2 separate regions of the Callithrix jacchus genome follow, and region 2 is linked to region 1. The links are chromatin contacts, called in public Hi-C maps. All regions are on one chromosome and are shown on one strand. The core of a region is the stretch at or near the end of the contact, and the rest is flanking DNA. Distances in the headings are between cores, read along the strand shown.

Region 1 (4,737 bases), core at 1,437-3,936:
TTAGTAGGCATTTGCAGAGAATGACCATTCAATCATCATTTACTAAATTCAGTGAGCATTTACCATATGCCAGGCCACATATGATAACCAAAATTTCTTCGAGTTGTCTCTTCTAAGGATTCAGATTTTGTAAAAAATAAGTTAATTAGAACTAAGAATACAAAAAAAAGTGAATCTTATTTTACAGATGTTCTGGAAATAGTTGTAAGCTAGAAAAATCCTTCTCTCCTCCCTTTTACCCATCCCCCACAGAATTTATGTTTAGTTTCTGTTATGAAAATTCCTTTCTGTGAGGGGTCTCCATCAAAATCTGTTTTATTTAGTCTTACTAGTCCGGAAAATTCCCCTTACTTTATTAGAAAGCACTGTACTAACCATGCTTACTCTTTTCACTTACAATTATGCCTCAGACAGGCAGTGTTTCGGTGTGGGGTACAATGTGCTTCCCCTTCAAGATCTGCAAACACTTCCTTTCCACAGTGCAGCTGTTACTGGAGGGGTTTTTACAGCATTTTTACATGTGTATGTAAAAATGGAAAAGCGATGGCTTTTAAGAAAAATGAAACTGAAATTATAAAAATAATACTTAGTAGTAACAGCAGTAAATTTTTCAATACTTAGAGAGTATGCAAATTGAGAGCTCACTTCCAGGTAATAAAGCTGGTTAAGAGAAGACTGACAATAAGAATAATAGCACAGACAGTGCCCAACTGCCAATGGTCCGACAAGCTTTCTCCTCTTTACGACGCACTCAACTCGAGTACCAAACGATTCTGCTTTTCACTTTCAGTACAATATTCAAAAAATTACATGAGGTACTCAACAGTTTGTTGTAAAACAGGCTTTGTGTTAAAAAGATCCTGCCTAACTGTCGGCTAATGTAAGTGTTCTGATGTTTGCATTAGGCAAAGTGTATGTGTCAGTTCTCTCTCTGCCATAAATAACTGCCTGGGATTGGGTAACTTGAAAAGAGGTTTAATTGACTCACAGTTCCGCAGGCTGTGAGAAGCATGGCTGGGGAGGCCTCAGGAAACTTACAATCATGGGGGAAAGCAAAGGGGAAGCAAGCGCTTCTTACCATGGCAGAGCAGGAAAGAGAGCAGAGAGAGAAGTGTTAAACAACCAGAACTCATGAGTACTCATCCACTATTAGGAGAGCAGCAAGGGGAAATCTGCTCCACAATCCAAGTACCTCCTACCAGGTCCCTCTCTCAACACTAAGGACAACAATTCGACACAAGATTTGGGTGGGGACACAGAGCCAAATCTTATCATTAGGCTAAGCAATGATGTTCAGTAAGCTAGAGGCATTAACTGCATTTTCACTTAGGATATTTTCAACATATGGTGGGTTTATTGGGATGAAACCACATTGTAATTCAAGGAGTAGGTGTAGTGGTAGTAATAATAAATATCTAAGATTAACACTAAGATTCTATTCTATCCAGTAGTTCTCAAGCTTTGATATGCAAACGACTCATCTAAGATGTTAATTTAAAATGCATCGATCCCACCCATTTCCCCAGTTTCTGATCATTAGATGGGAGATCCATCAAAGTGACTTTTAAACAAACATCCTGGATGATTCTTATGTATGGGGCTTGCCAACTTTGAAAAAGTTTCAGAAAAATGATCTTGGTATGAAGTTTCACGAGGAACAAATGGAAGGAAAAAAAAGTACAACTTTATCAATATCCATGCAATTAGGTATGTGCATTGTAATAAAAAGTGCTATTTTAATTTTTCTCAAATAATTGCTTTTTTTTTTCTTTTAATTATGAGCAAAGGAGCCCCTTCAAGGTTTGCTGAAATAGTAATGCTTAAGCTTGAAAGAATCCTGACTGGTTTCCAAATAATCTGTCTGACACGACCAGTATTGGGCAGAAAAGAGAAATCCAGACTAAAGAGGTTCATATGGGAACACAGTACTTGCAAGTCTCTCTAATCAGCCAAATGTATGCTTAGAGAAGACCTAATTTCTCTTAGAATCTCAGAATTTGACCACAGAATCATGAGCTAGGAACCACAATGGACAACTGATTTGATTTCAATACAATGAAATCAAATCCTACAATCGACAAAACAAAAGTCACAAAAGCCCTGGTATATAACAAGGCACTTTAAAAGTTTCCTGTTTCTGTTTTTCATCAACAGGAAGGAAATTAATAAGGCCAAAGAAAACAAAACACAAACAGACCTTATAAAATGATTAGTTCACCTTGCACTGTAAACAGATAGAAAGCCTCTGAGGCAATCAGAACTGCATGATCCCCACTCAGCATTATCCCAAGTCTAAAACAAGAATAATGGGCAAGAGGGAAATACTTGATCTGACCCCCTCCTCTCCCACCTTTCTTCTTACTATCCCTCAACATAACCCACTGCTCCTGACTGACTGCTTTCCTTCTGTTCCTTCCAACTCTGCCACGCTGTTCAAGATGTTTAACTCTCTCCATCCACTGTACCTTAAGATGGCTCAAACACTACTTTAAGAAAATCTTCTCACTGTTTTCCAAACTCTAAAAAACTTATCCCATCTAATTTCATTGTTTAATGTTTTTCTCTAACGATTTCTTACTCCTGAGTATCTTCCTCCAACTACAATGAACTATCCTTTTAAAGCAGACACCTGGCGTCAAGCCTAGTAGAAACTGGGCAACGTTTCAGTAATCATTTGCTCAGGTAAATCAGATCAGATGACACCCTTCTGCTGAACTCCCACGGTCCTTCAGAGGAGAAAGTGCAGACCCCTGGCACAGCCCATGAAGGAAGGAGGAAAAGGCTGTGCAAAGAGTGCAGGTTCCAGAGTGCAGGTTCTGGAGCACAAATTCCTTCTTTCACACTAGCCATGTGATCCTGGGAAAGTCAAATTCTGAGATTATAGTTCCTCAACTGAAAAAGAGAAGACACTGGTATCTTCTTCACATCACTCCTTTTATTTAATGAAACTATATATAAAGAACCTTGCATGACGGTTAGAAAAAAATACTAGTTCCCTTCATCTCCTTTCCTCTTTTGTAATCGTCTCTGAAAAGAACAACTTTCAGCTTTGCTTTCTGCTCCCAACCCCAACATTCCTTATGCTGTAAACTTCATCCTGTTCAGCCAGGCCACACACTTTTTTCCATCTATGCCATAAAGGTTTTGAACAAACCTGCTGTCTAGCTTCTAAATAGTATATTTTCTCTTGTAAATGTATTACTCATTCTTCTAGTTCCAGGTTAACTATCACCTCCTCTGAGAAGCGTTTTGGTATATTCCAAGGAAAGTGAGTCATTTTCTTCCAGCTTCCCAGAACTCTGTGTCCATGCTCATGTGAAGCAGATGCCAGAGTGTCATAATTATTTACATTAGGAGTTTCTCCCCAATAGTTATTCAACTCCTCTAACTCTTAAGTACCCCCAATATATACACTACATAATGCTTGACTGGCACGCAGATATTTCCTTAGTAAGTATGAATTGAATAGATAGGAACCCAGGTAAGGTATTAAAGTGTCTGAAGTCAAAGATGTGAACTTAAATGGAAAAATGGCGCCAGGATCTAAGAGCCTCCTTGGCAATATCCTAGAGATCCACAAGGTGGCACTCTCTCCATGGGAAAGAGCTGTCTGTGCCGGTCCACATTCTCATTTAAGGAGGCAGCCAGTAAGTGATCAAGTTGAAGCTGACAAGGGGATTGAAAGAACTACCAAGTCCAAAGAAAACTGATTAAATCAGCAAAGACAATTATATAAGAGGGCAAGAAAGTGACTGTGAAAATGCTACTTCATTCAGCTGTTAATACAATGTGAAAACTTAAGGGGAGCCCAGTCAGCCAAAAAGATTGCTCATGGTAGCCTGGCGCAGTGGCTCACCTGAGGTCAAGAGTTCGAGACCAGCCTGGCCAAAACAGTGAAACCCTCATCTATACTACAAATACAAAAATTAGCAGGGCATGGTGGCAGGCGCCTGTAGTCCCAGCTACTCGCAGGGCTGAGGCAGGAGAATCATTTAAACCCAGGAGGCAGAGGTTGCATTGAGCCAAGATCGTACCACTGAACTCCAGCCTGGGCAACAAGAGTGAAACTCCATCTCAAAAAAAAAAAAAAAAAAAAGCCAAAGGGGACTGACAAAACAGAGTGGCAGGTTCTGGAGAGGTGGCTGTGGGCAAAGGATGCTGAGCCTAGCATGGTCATCAGCTCAAAACAAGGCTCCCAACAGCCACAAACATGGGCATCTAAGTTTTGGGTGGGGGGTGGGGGGTGGAGAAGCAACACATAGAAACAGAAAGAATGGTACCCATGTAGAATCTAAGCAATCTGGAACCAGAAGTTAGTGCTTTCCCAGATGATCCTGGCAAAATATGGAACAAGGAGGGTATATGGGCTACAAGGGGAGACTTCCTCCCTTTTTAGCAGAGCAAGTGCAATATGGCATGGGCCAAGCCTGAAGCGGCCCAGGGGAGTGAGGAAGCTCCTCTGAATGTTTCATATGGGCAGCATTAACAAGGTCATTAAAACAGAGAACCAAAAGGATGGCAACTGCTTTGTGAATAAGAATAGGTAAGATGAGCACAGGCAAAATGTCCAGAAATAGTGGCTGAGGTGAGCCCATGACACGGCTACCACAGACGGGTTCTGCACAACTGAGAACCACGTATAGCATCAAATACCAATTTTGGTGTTATTTTGGAAAGGTCACTTTATACTATCCAGGATGTAATACCAAAGAGTATCGCATTCAAAGGACAAAGCTG
Region 2 (4,737 bases), core at 1,074-3,573, 350 kb after region 1:
TCCAGGTTAACTTACTCTATCATACATCTAGTGAGTGACAGAGCTAGGACTTGTGTTCACACAAAATTCCAAGCTTTTAATCATTTAATCCCAAGTCCACCAACCAAAAAGCAGCTTCTTGATGGGTGATGAAGCTATAATTTTTTCTTTCCAGCTAGCTTCTAGGATTGTGAAAGAGACAGAAGTGAGGCAAGCAACCTGATGTGTGCTACTCACACCCCCAACCCCTCAGTTTCTCAGCTTGTCCCTTCAGTGCCGTCTCTTCTAAGAAGGGCTCCCTATTTCCCCCCATGACCATCACTGTGTTTCCTCCATCCTGAGTCTCATAGCACTTTATATCTGCCTATGATATTTATCACATAACATCTTTATGCCATTATTTGTGTACCATCTCATAAACTAAGTACAGGCACAAAGCTGAAATGTCTTACACCTTCACAGATCCCTGCATATGGTGAGGCATAGTCAATTTACTAAATCAGTTAATTTATGTGAATTTTTTTATTTTTTTGAGACGGAGTTTTGCTCTTGTTACCCAGCCTGGAGTGCAATGGTGCGATCTCGGCTCACCGCAACCTCCACCTCCTGGGTTCAGGCAATTCTCCTGCCTCAGCCTCTTGAGTAGCTGGGATTACAGGCATGCACCACCATGCCCAGCTAATTTTTTGTATTTTTAGTAGAGATGGGGTTTCACCATGTTGACCAGGATGGTCTTGATCTCTTGACCTCGTGATCCACCCACCTTGGCCTCCCAAAGTGCTGGGATTACAGGTGCGAGCCACTGCGCCCGGCCAATTGACGTGAATTTTTATAGGTACACAAAAAAAATTTCCCTTCAAGTATTTGGACTGTAGGAAGAAAAAGTTGGAAGCTATGAATGTAACATCAAATGTACATTTTTGCACACAACTGAACTTTAAATCCAAAAACCAACTGAAATGAAAGCAGAAAATACCTAGATGCCATCTCTATTTATAATCTTTTCATACCTGTTTAGTTTAAGAATTTACATTTCACAAAGAATATATCACAGACCCTTGACTTCATATATTTTTGAATACCACATTGGTATCACGGTGGCCAAAAAGAGACTCATCTCCCTCATTACTTATAAAAGCTACATCTGGAAGGGACCCTATTTAAAGAGAGCACACCATTTTAAATGAACCCCCAATCTAGCTCATGAAACAACTACTCAGAAACTTCCTAGTGTCTTCAAAAGGAGGAGATTTTTAAACTTTAGCTTTTATTTATTCTTTCCTTCGAACTTCTAATTTGTAAACTTGCAGGCTAAGCTGAAGCTAATAAAAAAGTTTGGTTCTTTTTCCTCTGACAATAGGCGCGAACAGTTGCCCTGCCAGTTTCATCAAGCTGCCTACACTAGTACTTTTCTCGGCAAGAGGAAACTTGCAACTCACCTCCTTGGAATGATGCCATTTTCCAAACTTGTTGTCTGACTTCGAAGCCAGCGGCGCTGGTAACTGCTGGAAGAAGATGTAGAGGAGCTTGGAGATGGGAAAGGTGTGATCAAAAGACTGCTTAGTGAGGCTGTAGGAAGAATTTAGAATTGGAAAGTCGAGGAAAATTAGTCCTTATGTAGCTACATAATGCACAACATCATCAATGTATTTAATATCACGGAACTGCACATTTATTATGTATTTCATATCACTGAACTGTATACTTTGCCATTAAAAAATGACAAAAACTGCAATTACCTTTGCATCAACCTAATAAATGGTTAAGATGGTAAATTTTATGTTATGTGGATTTTAATACAATCCAAAAATTGGAAAAAAAAATCTATGCCAAGTAACCTAAAATTCAGGTTCTACCAGTCATATCCAGCAGGGGGAGACTACAATTTCTCTCTTCCTAAGATTTCTGAATAGCAAAGGAAACATCCTTTAAAAAGGAAAACAAATTAAAGGAAATAAGAGTCACGGATACAAGTACACAAATTAGCAGCCCCATATTACAAATGCAAAATAATCATTACTCAGAATGTAGATTGCTGATTTCTACCAAAATTTCTACCACACCATATAACCATATTGCCACCTGGTAACTAATGCCATACACAATGCTTACTTACACATCTTTCCTCCTAAGAACTCCTTCACTCTATACTTTGAGGTAAAGTTTAGGCAACTAAGTTTTTTCCCCCACAGAGTATCCTGTCTCCCAACCTCCATCTCCATATATACAATACATATCCTCCTTCCTTCCAGCCCCTACTGCTACTCTTGTCTGTGAAAAAGAAACCTCTACTCTTCAATATGCTTTCTGCTTGGATTACTTATTTGCCTCTGAGCCTTTCTCTGCCTCCTCCTGCTACATATTAGATGCCTACAGTTGTGTCTTGGGAAGTATGAGCTGACAGTGCCAGCCCAGACTTTTCTAACAGGCAGGGAGGAAGAACTAGTCCCTCTCAGGTAGCCAAAGTATTCCTTTCAAGTCAAGCTGCTTGATGAACATCTACTGATTTGAAAGAATGGAAGAAAACAGACTTGTTCTGCTTTACTTCCCTACAGCTAAGGAATCAGACATTGAAATGTCACTCAGTCCAGTGGAAAAGAAAATAGGGTGCTATAGATGGCCAGTCAACATTTTCTGAAGCAAATCACAGGGCAAAGGAAATTGATTTTGGTAAACACAGCATACTATGCTCATGGATATCACTTGAAAAAGCAGTGTCTCCACATGAACTATTACATTTTTATTTATACTTTTATAACCAAATGTAAATAACCTGATAAAGCAGTGTCTCCACATGAACTATTATATTTTTATTTATACTTTGGTAGCCAAATGTAAATAACCTGACTCCTTGACCTGAGCTCTGGGAGTTACTTCGCTATCAATTAATAAGAAATGCCAGGTGTGCTAGGCAACTGGGGTACAGTGGTGGACAAGTCTATGATAGTATCAGCAAGCATGATGACTCAAGTTTCTTTCCAAAGCAAAGGTCTATCAGATGCTTTTCCTTTTATCTAGCTGATATGTACAGAAAATTTGTTTGGTAGGTCTTAATCATCTTTGCATCCATTGTACCCATAACAGCGCCTTATCACGTAGGCAATTAGCAATTACTTCCTGAATGTATGGAACTTTGTTGAACTGAACTGTTACCCACATGTGGCTAGCCCCAATAAGTTAACCTGGTTGCCTTCTTGAGACCAGACTTAAATCCCCCAAACCAAATTCATATTTCAAGTATCAGTAAAGAGGTAATTTTACTGAGAATTTTGAAGGGAGTTAGAAGAGAGCTTTTCCTCAGAGTCATGCAAAATTACCTAATAAAACATCCCAATTAGATATTTCTGCCCTGCCCCCTAGAGTTCCCAAAGTCCCCTGTAGAATCCAGAAGCCCCCTTCCATATCTCTAGGATCCTGCCTCTCTCCTTGCCTTATATTGAGCAAATCAACTTCTTCCAGGCGGGTAGAGGACAAGGTTGACCAGTGGTACTTGTTGGTACTTTTCTCCTGTCACAGTATTGGGGCTCAGAAAACAATATCCCAAAATAAGGAGCACTTTGAACCAAAGGGCACTGGAAGGCCTCAGAAGTCAACCCTGTCTCAGACCTTCTCCTGCCCTCCTTTCTTCTCCTCCCCATCCTCCCTGCAAGGCAAACCACAGAAACTAAAATTCCTCTTCATCAAGGCAAGCCATAGAAACTAGATCCCCTTTTCCCCAGTCAGCCATGAAACCTAGAACTATTACTCTAACATTCCCTTGCCTTTCTGTGTAAGAGCTGGCTACAAAGGAATTCTTAGACCTACTTTATCTGAAAGTAATAAGACCCCCAATTCCAGAAGAGGTCCAGTCCTATACCTGGCAGGAAGAAATGCCACACAGAGAGATCACAAAGAATTGGGATGGGCCCTTGCTGGATGGGTTTTCCCCTTCAGTCTGTTACTATAAGATCATCCCCTTTTTGTCCAATCACAGTTCTACCTGGCTATGCACTCTTTATCAAATCTAAGCATAAAAATGGACAGTTTTCCCTTGAGTCTTTGGGTATCTCTGAAGACTCCCATGCCATATAAAATTTTGACGCATTTTTCAATATGGCAATTGCAATTTTCAACTCCAGAATTTCTGCTTGATTCTTTCAAATTATTTTATTTCTTCATTAAATAAGAATTCTGAATTCCTTCTCTGTGTTCTCTTGAATTTTGTTTCCTCAACACAGCTATTTTGAATTCTCTGTCTGAAAGGTCACATATCTCTGCCTCTCCAGGACCGGCCCCTGGTGCCTTATTTAGTCCATTTGGTAAGGTAATGTGATCCTGGATGGTCTTTATGCTTGTGGATGTCAGTCAGTGTTTGGCCATTGAAGAGTAAGGTTATTTACTGTCATATTCACAAGCTGGGATTGTCTGTACCCTCTTCTTGGGCAGGCTTTCCAAGTATTTGAAGGGACTTGGGTACTGTGATCTAAGTTTTTGGTCACTGCAGCTGTATCTGCATTAGAGGACACCCCAAGCCAACTGACACTGTGCTTCCTTTGGCTGATCTTAGGTAAAATCTAGAAGAATTCTCTGGATTATCAGTCAAAGACTCTTGTTCTCTTCCCTTACTTTCTCCCAAGCGGAGTTTCTCTTTCTCTCTCTCTGCTGAGCTGCCTAGAGCTGGAGGAGAGGTGACATAAACATCCTTGTGACCACCACCATTGAGACTGCACTGGGTCAGACTTGAAGCCAGCACAACACTGGATGTTACCCAAGCCCTGC

What was found. A called contact is a pair of places that touch in the nucleus more often than the background predicts.
Region 2: a contact with region 1 is called in a Hi-C map of skeletal muscle, with 4 times the contacts expected there. The contact joins two enhancer-like sites. A contact is called at or near these places in 3 of 3 Hi-C or Micro-C datasets (induced pluripotent stem cells and skeletal muscle).

Annotation. Positions count from the first base shown.
Region 1 is chr3:37,130,880-37,135,616 of calJac240_pri, forward strand. The region is part of intron 3 of RAPGEF2 (Rap guanine nucleotide exchange factor 2); the gene reads right to left. Among named protein-coding and RNA genes, the nearest start is that of RAPGEF2, 110 kb to the right of the region's middle. Within about 2 kb of position 2,687, at least 4 of the 16 cell types and tissues checked have an H3K27ac peak or open chromatin away from gene starts, as enhancers often do. A contact at or near this core is called in skeletal muscle, where this site is marked.
Region 2 is chr3:37,484,763-37,489,499 of calJac240_pri, forward strand. The region is part of intron 4 of SPMIP2 (sperm microtubule inner protein 2); the gene reads left to right. It overlaps FNIP2 (folliculin interacting protein 2), which reads right to left. Exons shown (of 18, transcript XM_078366359.1): 9 at 1,419-1,548. Among named protein-coding and RNA genes, the nearest start is that of FNIP2, 94 kb to the right of the region's middle. Within about 2 kb of position 2,324, at least 5 of the 16 cell types and tissues checked have an H3K27ac peak or open chromatin away from gene starts, as enhancers often do. A contact at or near this core is called in skeletal muscle, where this site is marked.